3 separate regions of the Mus musculus genome follow, and regions 1 and 3 are each linked to region 2. Evidence: chromatin contacts called from public Hi-C and HiChIP or PLAC-seq data. All regions are on one chromosome and are shown on one strand. Each heading gives the region's core, a stretch centred on a gene start, on an enhancer-like site or on the middle of the called end of the contact. The rest is flanking DNA. Distances are from core to core; before and after follow the strand shown.

What was found. A called contact is a pair of places that touch in the nucleus more often than the background predicts. HiChIP or PLAC-seq counts read pairs in DNA pulled down with a chosen protein or histone mark.
Region 1: a contact with region 2 is called in an H3K27ac HiChIP or PLAC-seq map of embryonic stem cells, with 5 read pairs. The contact joins the enhancer-like site here to the promoter of Fam98c in region 2. A contact is called at or near these places in 4 of 39 promoter capture datasets (hippocampal neurons, liver and pre-B cells), 2 of 115 datasets of contacts at active chromatin or transcription factors (embryonic stem cells and stem cell-derived neural progenitor cells) and 1 of 9 other capture datasets (embryonic stem cells).
Region 3: a Hi-C map of rod photoreceptor shows a contact between it and region 2, with 4 times the contacts expected there. The contact joins the promoter of Lgals4 here to the promoter of Fam98c in region 2. A contact is called at or near these places in 1 of 484 Hi-C or Micro-C datasets (rod photoreceptor), 2 of 115 datasets of contacts at active chromatin or transcription factors (astrocytes and pancreatic cancer cells) and 3 of 9 other capture datasets (adipose tissue, liver and pancreatic islet).

Annotation. Positions count from the first base shown.
Region 1 is chr7:29,540,077-29,542,776 of GRCm38.p6, reverse strand. No RefSeq gene overlaps it. Among named protein-coding and RNA genes, the nearest start is that of Gm38982, 14 kb to the left of the region's middle. Within about 2 kb of position 1,371, at least 4 of the 459 cell types and tissues checked have an H3K27ac peak or open chromatin away from gene starts, as enhancers often do. A contact at or near this core is called in embryonic stem cells, where this site is marked.
Region 2 is chr7:29,154,935-29,157,634 of GRCm38.p6, reverse strand. Fam98c (family with sequence similarity 98, member C) reads left to right here and starts at 1,425. Exons shown (of 8, transcript NM_001146023.1): 1 at 1,425-1,505; 2 at 1,605-1,750; 3 at 1,826-1,960; 4 at 2,278-2,483. The coding sequence starts at 1,465.
Region 3 is chr7:28,832,462-28,835,161 of GRCm38.p6, reverse strand. Lgals4 (lectin, galactose binding, soluble 4) reads right to left here and starts at 1,368. Exons shown (of 10, transcript NM_010706.2): 1 at 936-1,368; 2 at 626-714. The coding sequence starts at 980.

The DNA.
Region 1 (2,700 bases), core at 122-2,621, 390 kb before region 2:
ATACACTGTCTCAAAACAACAGCCACAAAGATTTTATGTGTGTGTTTCACCGCCACATAACATCTGTGCACAATGTGTGCAGTGCCTGTGGAGGCCAAAAGAGGGTAACAACTCCCTTCAAACTGGAGTTATAGATGGTTAGGAGCTGTCATATGGGTTCTGGGAACTAAAAGGCAGCAGGCTTTCTTAACTGTTTCTTAACTCTTAGCTCTCTGTGAATCATAAAATAGAATATGTATTGTGACCCAAAACCTTGCCTTGTCGCGGTTCTGTTTTTTTCTAGAATTTGACAGACTCCATCAGACCCTTTCATTCGTTGCTTTGTGTAGTAGATGTTGGGGTTCAGGAATTCACCCCACAAACCATACAAACATGGATCTCAGTTAAGCAAGAATAGTTTATTGAATGCACAACCCAAGACTTATTGATCGCAGCCACCAAAAAAAAAACCCAAAAACCTGGGAGCATAATTGTGGTACCAGTCTGTTCTTATCGCAGGCTTTTTTATAGGAAAAGCCAAGTTCAGAAGTTCAGAAGGCAAGGCTGACTAGACAAAGAATTATCAACTAGCTTTTAGGCTGATTGGTCCTGCATGAGGAAAGGAGTGGTGGATGGGTGGTGAACAGGGGAGTCTCGGAGCACTGGGGTGACTGAGCCTGAGAATTACAACCACAGAGCTATGCCCTTTTAGGAGAAGTTGTCAGTGTCATCTGTGCGTAATTCCCTGAGAACCTGAACTGAATTTCATCTTCTGAGCAAAATGGAGACTGAATACAAAATGGCTGCAGTTATGTTCAAAGGAGCTGGCCTCCACAGTAGCTGAGGGAGGGAGCCTATAGCCCGTTTCCCACAATCCCTTAACTGCTACTTTCCAGTTAGGATCCACCAGAGGGGGAGACTCTGGTGAGAAATTAGAAAAGCAGGAAGAAGAAGACGTAGTCTGCCTGGTTCTGACAGTAGAGACCAGTCTGGCCACCCCATCAGCACCAGGAATGGGTATAATGGGTTTCAGGAGTCCCGGTAGGTCCAGCTCTGCCTCCGGCAATTCTACACCAACAGTGGGTGGGCACTAGCATGAAGCTGCTGATCCACCAAGCTTGCCTCCTGGGGTCCACAAGGCTCACACCTCCAGTTTTGTTTCTCTTACCCTACTCCCTCTCCTTCCCTCCCTCCCTCCCTCTCCTTTTCCCTCTCTCCCTCTCCCTCCTCTCCCTCCTCTCTCTTCTCTCTCTCTCTCTCTCTCTCTCTCTCTCTCTCTCTCTCTCTCTCTCTCTCTCTCTCTCTCTGAGACAGGGTTTCTCTGTGTAGGCCCGGCTGTCCTGGAACTCGCTTTGTACACCAGGCTGACCTTGAATGTGCAGAGACCTGCCTGCCTCCGCCTCCAGAGTGCTGGAACAAAGGGCGTGCAGCACCACGCCCAACTCTCCTAGCCTCCTCTTGTGTTTATAACCATTTTCCTATTTTAAACATTAACTGGGAGCTGGGGAGACAGCTCAGTAGGTAAAAACACTTTCCATGGCAGCCTGATGACCTAACTTGAATTCCTGGAACCTGTGTTTTGAAAAAAACAAAAAACAAAAAAAAAACCCCCGGATACCGTGGTAGGCATCCGTAAGCCCAGTACTTCTACAATGAGATGTGAAGACAGAAGCACTGGCCACTCTGGTGACAACGCAGTGCAGTGACAAGAATAACAAGACTGCCTAGGCCAGGTAGAAGTGAAAAAACAGCTCCTCAAAGTTGTTCTCTCTCTCTCTCTCTCTCTCTCTCTCTCTATCTCTCACACACACACACACACACACACACACACCATGGTATACACATGACCCCACCACCACACAATTAAAAAGCATCTGATTGAACTATCTAAAGTATCTGTCTTTAAAAATATTTATTTAGTGTGTGTGTTTTTTGCCTTCATGTGTGCAGTGCCAAAAAAAGCCAGAAGGTGGCGTCAGATCACTTAGAATTGGAGTTGCAGTTTGAGACTCCGTGTGGGTGCTAGGAACCAAATTAGAGGCCTCTGCAAGAGCGGCGGGTGTTCCTGAGCACTGGGCCGTCTTACCAGCCCTGGACATTGGTTTTCTTGCGTGAATTCAGGCCTTGGCAAGATTCTTGATCGGCTTCCCTTTCATTGGCTTTCTTTCTTCCCTGTAGGGAAGCATGGTTGTCAGGCTTCAAGTGTTCATTTTAACAGTGGTCTCAAATCTTTTAAAATTCCACATTGAAGCCGGGCATGGTGGCGCACGCCTTTAATCCCAGCACTTGGGAGGCAGAGGCAGGCGGATTTCTGAATTCCAGGCCAGCCTGGTCTACAAAGTGAGTTCCAGGACAGCCAGGGCTACACAGAGAAACCCTGTCTCAGAAAAAAAAAAAATTGCACATTGAAGCAATAAAACCTTTAATCATTTATACCAATATATGCATGACTATTTGCAAATTATATACTTGTTTTGCTTTTACAATACATCTATTAAATATGACTAACTGGATGCTGGAGAGAGACCTCAACAGGTAAGAGCATAGCTAGTGTTTTCTATTTGTTTTGTTTTTTGTTTTCCTTTTTCTTTTTGTTTTGGCAAAGGGTTTCTCTGTGTAACAGCCCTTGGCCATCCTGGAACTCCCTCTGTAGACTAGGCTAGAATCAAACTCAGAGATCTGCCTGCCTCTGCCTCCCCGGTGCTGGGACTAAAGATGGGT
Region 2 (2,700 bases), core at 176-2,675:
CTGTGTAGCCCTGGCTGTCCTGGAACTCACTCTGTACATCAGGCTGGCCTCGAACTCAGAAATCCGCCTGCCTCTGCCTCCTGAGTGCTGGGATCAAATTCGTGCGCCACTACGCCCGGCTTTACTTGTTATTAACTAAGGATGCACCTTAACATATGGACCATAATCCTCACACTTTTAAGAATGAGTGCTTGAGGGGGCTGTCGAGATGGCTCAGTGGGTAAGAGCACCAACTGCTCTTCTGAAGGTCCTCAGTTCAAATCCCAGCAACCACATGGTGGCTCACAACCATCCGTAATGAGATCTGATGCCCTCTTCTGGTACGTCTGAAGACAGCTACAGTGTACTTACATATAACAATAAATAAATCTTAAAAAAAAAAAAAAATGAGTGCTTGAAACATTGGGTGTGACACAAACCTATAGTCCCAGATCTTGGGGGGCTAAGATAGGAGGGTCTTAGTGAGGCCAGATTCCATTTAATATATTAATGGCTGGAGAGATGGCTCAGTGGTTAGGAGCACTTGTTCTAGCAGAAGACTTGGGTTTGGTTCCCAGCACCCACACAAGACTTCACGACCACCTGGAAGTCCTGGAAGTCCAGTTGCAGGAGATTGTAAGCCTTCTGACTTCTGTGGGCACAAGGTACGCGCACACACATGCACACGCACACACACACACACACACACACACACACACATACACACACACGACATTCAGGCACATAAAACATATACTTTATTGCCCTTGGATCCCAATCGCATAGATGGAAAAAACCAGTTTGGCAGAAACATTAGCTGGCAAATGGAGTCAACCCCAGTCCCATCGGCTTGCCTCCCCCTTAGGATGGAGTTTCTCAATGGCATCTGCTTTTTCTTTCGAAGGCCTACAGAGGCAGAGAGTCTGGCTAACACTGGACCCACTGTGAGGTGGAAGGAGGGTCTGGCTGAGGTGGGAGAGTGGATGTGAAGACGTGCTGAAAATCTAATCCTAAAGTGGAAGAAAAACAAGTCGGATGGGACTTTCGGTCTGGGGTGCACTAAGAACAAAGGGCAGCTGGGCGTGTCACACGCCTGTCAACCAGCAAACAGAAGGAGGAAGCAGGACTAAGAAGCCAGCCTGAGCTACATAAATGTATAAATCGAGACCCTGCCTCCAAAAGTATAAAAGTTAAATAAGTTGCTTTTTGCTTTTTTTTTTTTTTTTTTTTCTTGAGAGTCGGACAGTAGGGACACCCGAGCCTCCTGCGACCTCGTAGATCCAAACCTCAAGCTATAAAATTTACACTGGACAAGTTACCTGAAGGGTGCGCGTGGCGCGCGACCAAGCCAATAGGAGCGTGGAAGCGCCTTCGCACGAGAATATGGTTGGATAGCAGCGGGAGAGAGGAGGCGGAGGGAAGAGGGGGCGGAGCCTTTCCCTGGCGGAAGGGGGCGCGCGCACCGGGTCCGCAGACGGAGTTGCCATGGATGGGGCCATGGTAGCGGGTGACCTTCTGACACTGGGGTAAAAGATTCGGTGGTGTGGCCTGGGGGTACGGGAAGGGCGCACTCGCCTGGGGACGCGGACGCAGAGGGACTCGCACTGACGCGTGCCCCGCCGCAGGTACGATGCCCTCCCGGAGGGGGCGTCTCGGGGTCCCGCGTGTGCAGACTTCAGGGCGCTGTGCGCGCGGCTGGCGGCCGAGCTGACGGCTCTGGGAGCTCTGGAGCGGCGAGAGGAGGGCACCGCAGTGCTGGGCGCCGGCCACGGTGCGTGAGAAGCTGGGTGGACGGCGGGTAGAGCCGCGGAACCCGCTGCTTCCTGATGGCTTCTTCCTCCCGCAGGCCCGGACACAGAGGAAGAGTTCCTGCGGCAGTTGGCCGGCTGGCTGCGGGCGTTGCACTGCCCGGATCGCGCGCTCTGCGGCGGAGACTGCGCCACCGTGCTGCGGGAGCCCGGCGGCGGCCTGCGTCTGCTGCGTGAGCGAGCTTGGAAGGCCCAGGGTGGTGGCGGTGGGCGGGGCCTCTGAATGGGGCGGGCTCTGACGCTCAGACTGGACTCCCGTGGGTGTGGCCAAAGCTTTGCGGCGAGCTTGAAGGCCGCAGGTAGATAGGCTAGGGTTAATTAAGGCTTGGCTTGAATTCTGACAGAGGCCTCTGAAAACTTTAATGCGTTGAGTTAAACGCCAGTTGGGTGGTTCTGAAGTGGACCCACATCCCCCATTGTCGGTGGGTGAGGCTTACTCTGGGGGAAGGGCCAAGGTTCTGGTTGGGTAGGGATCTACTCCTCTTTTTAGGGTTTCTTTGCTCTGAGCTCCAGGCTGCCCGCCTCTTGCATCTAAGGCTCCAGCGGGATTCTAGCCCTGTGCCATCCTTTGGAGAAGGGACAAAGAAGGCGAATGGCGTTGTTCAGGAACTGACGCTAACTCTTCAAGCCCTGGGGCTCCCCAGACCCCTGCGTGGAACCCTGGCTAGCCAGCTACTTCGGGAGTTTCATGACAAGGTAGAGAGAGTCTCCTCCTGAGGTACCTTACTTGTGGAAAGGAGCCTGTTTTCAAAACCAGCTCTAAAAAGGATGACCCATCGACAGTGGCCATTCGTTCTAATTTGCTTTTTGCTGTGATAAAACACTGACCAAAGCCAGCTTAGGGGAGGAAACCGTTTGTTTCCCTTCACAAGTTACAGCCCACCGTTGAAGGAAACTGAGGCAGGAACCCAAG
Region 3 (2,700 bases), core at 119-2,618, 320 kb after region 2:
CTGAGAAAGACATTTGAGGTTATCTTCTGTCTCACACAAACATGCATGTACACACACATGTACATATACTCTGCACACACATATATACCAAGCTGAACCATGGAAAAAGCCAAGCCTTAGTGGAATTGCTCTTTTGCACACTGAAACCTGACAATCATCCCATTTTACAGATTGGAAGCTGAAGTACAGAGATGTTCAGTAGCAATCTGAATCACACAGTGGCTGAGTACCCTCCACACACAGGGGACAAGGGAGGTGACCTCAGGGCATGGCTCTGACCTTGTGATCTGAATTAACTCTCAAGTCTGTCACTTCAGGGTATTGTCCCAGTCATAGAGCCACCTCTTGTAGTGACCCCTTCCTGACTTCTCTTGGCCAATCTTGATATGACCCGCACAGCCCTTAGTCTACTAGCCCTCCACTGCTTCCTTCCTTTGCTCACTTCCTAGGTTGGGGTCTCCCTGTTCATTTCTGTCCCCATAGGCCATTTGTACTCCACAAGCCACCAGAGGAACCCTGTGAACAATGGACTCTCAGCATATTTCAAACCACCTGGCATCAGAGTTAGGGAAGGCGAAGGCCCCTCCCTGGGGTGAGCGGGGAAGTGCGCTGGGGACTGTCTCACCGTCTCATGTTCTCTTTGGCCATTCCTTGGATGTAAACGGACATCCCGACACTGAGGCCACCTGGGATGGGTCTCTTGTAGGGCAGAGTCTGTAGAAGGGACCAGGTGAAGAGCCTCAGAGGTTGCCTGCCAGCCACAACCCTTTCCTCTCACCCCAAAGACTCTCAGTCCCTTAAGCGGGGGAGATGAGACTTAGGGTAAGGAGCTAAGGATATGGGTCAATAGGAGAATACTTGCCCAGCATAGCAAAGGGAGAAAACGAGAAAATGGGGCTGGGGAAGAGAGGTGTGGGCTCAGGTGGGCATCTCACCGGATTGTAGGTGGGCTGGTAGCCCGGTGCTGGAACATAGGCCATCTTGAGAGTCTGGGCTGATAGCTTGCCTGGAGAGAAGAGATGTGTGGGAAGTGGTGGCTGGCTGCAGGTGGCCCTTATACTAGAGGGAGTGGCTGGCAGGGGAGAGAGTACAGGAGGTCTCTCTGGTGGAGACTTCTAGGGCACACCCTTGTCTCCCATCCTAGCAGGGATGCTGACCCTCTTAGGGCCCAGACAAGGAGGAAGTATTTCTGGACTTTGCCCTTGCAAGGCTTTATCAGAACCATAAAACCCTGCCCAGAGGACTGTTGGCAGAGGGAGGGTGGATCAGGTGGGCAGGGCAGGGGCTAGGCCACAGGAATGTCTGAACAGGTGGGCAACAGAAGCAGAGTAAAGGGCGGGTACCTCCTGACCCCACACGCTATGTAACAGGGGCCCAGTGCACACGCAGCTGGGGCCACAGGTTCTGGGTTCCAGTTCTGCCATTGGTGGCTGGCTGCAGGTGGCCCTCATACTAGAGTGACCCCAGCACTCGGGAGGCAGAGGCAGAATTACTTGCATGCTCAGGGGCAGCCTTGTCTGCAGAGCAAGACTCTGCCTTAAAAAAAAAAAAATTGCTGGGCACCATGGCAATGACTTTAAACCCTAGCATTTAGAAGATGGAGGAAGGCAGAGTTTGAGGCTCCCCTGCAGTGTCAAACTGGGGAGGGGCAGCTAAGTGGCTTAACAGTTAAATAGTCAATTCTGGAACAGCCAAGGCTATGTAAAAGACCCTGTCTCAGAAAAAGAAAGAAAGAGAGAGAGAGAGAGAGAGAGAGAGAGAGAGAGAGAGAGAGAGAGAAAGGAAGAAAGAGGAGAGGAAAGGAAGGAAGGAAGGAAGGAAGGAAGGAAGGAGAGGTAACAGAGAAAAAAAGGGAAAAAAGAAAAGAAAAAGAAGCTGTGTGGTGGTGGCTCACGCCTTTAATCTCAGCACTCGGGAGGCAGAGGCAGGCAGATTTCTGAGTTGGAGGCCAGCCTGGTCTACAAAGTGAGTTCCAGGACAGCCAGGGTTATACAGAGAAATCCTGTCTCGAAAAACCAAAAAAAAAAAAAAAAAAAAAAAAAAAAAAAGAAGAGAGCGGGCTGGGCCAGAGCTCAGAGGTGGAGCCCTGGGTCTGGCCTGTGTGGGGTCCTGGGCTCCAGCCCCACCGATGCAGGGAAGGAGAGAGCAAATGCTCACCACAGTAGTTAAGTGCCCAACACCGGATCGGCACTCAGCACACAGAAAACACTAAGTAAATGTTTGACCTCTTACACTCATTCCAAACATAAATCCAGATCATTCATGGATAAGAAAACAAACACACAGGGGGGGGGGGGGGGAGGAAACAACTGGCCAGATGTGGTGATGCACCTCGGTAAATAGGAATCTGGTGTCATTCTCAGCTACACAGTGAGTTCCAGGCCAGACTTGTCTACATGAAACTGTATCTAAAAATAAAATTAAATTAAAAGAGGAGTTGGGGAGGGGTGGCTGGGTGGCTTAACAGGTAAAGAAGACACTTGCCACCAAGTTCAACCCAAGGACCCATGTGATGGGAAGAGAATTAACTTCCTCCCAAATGCACACACACTAAGAAGCAACAAAAGTCAGCATGTCTGTAAAGGGCTGCGGAGACGGCAGAGGGGTAAGAGAAGAGCACTTGCTGCTCTTGCAAGGAAAAAAAAAAGAAAGAAGGAAGAAATGAACTGATTGGCTCAAGATGGGTAGCAATGAAGTCAG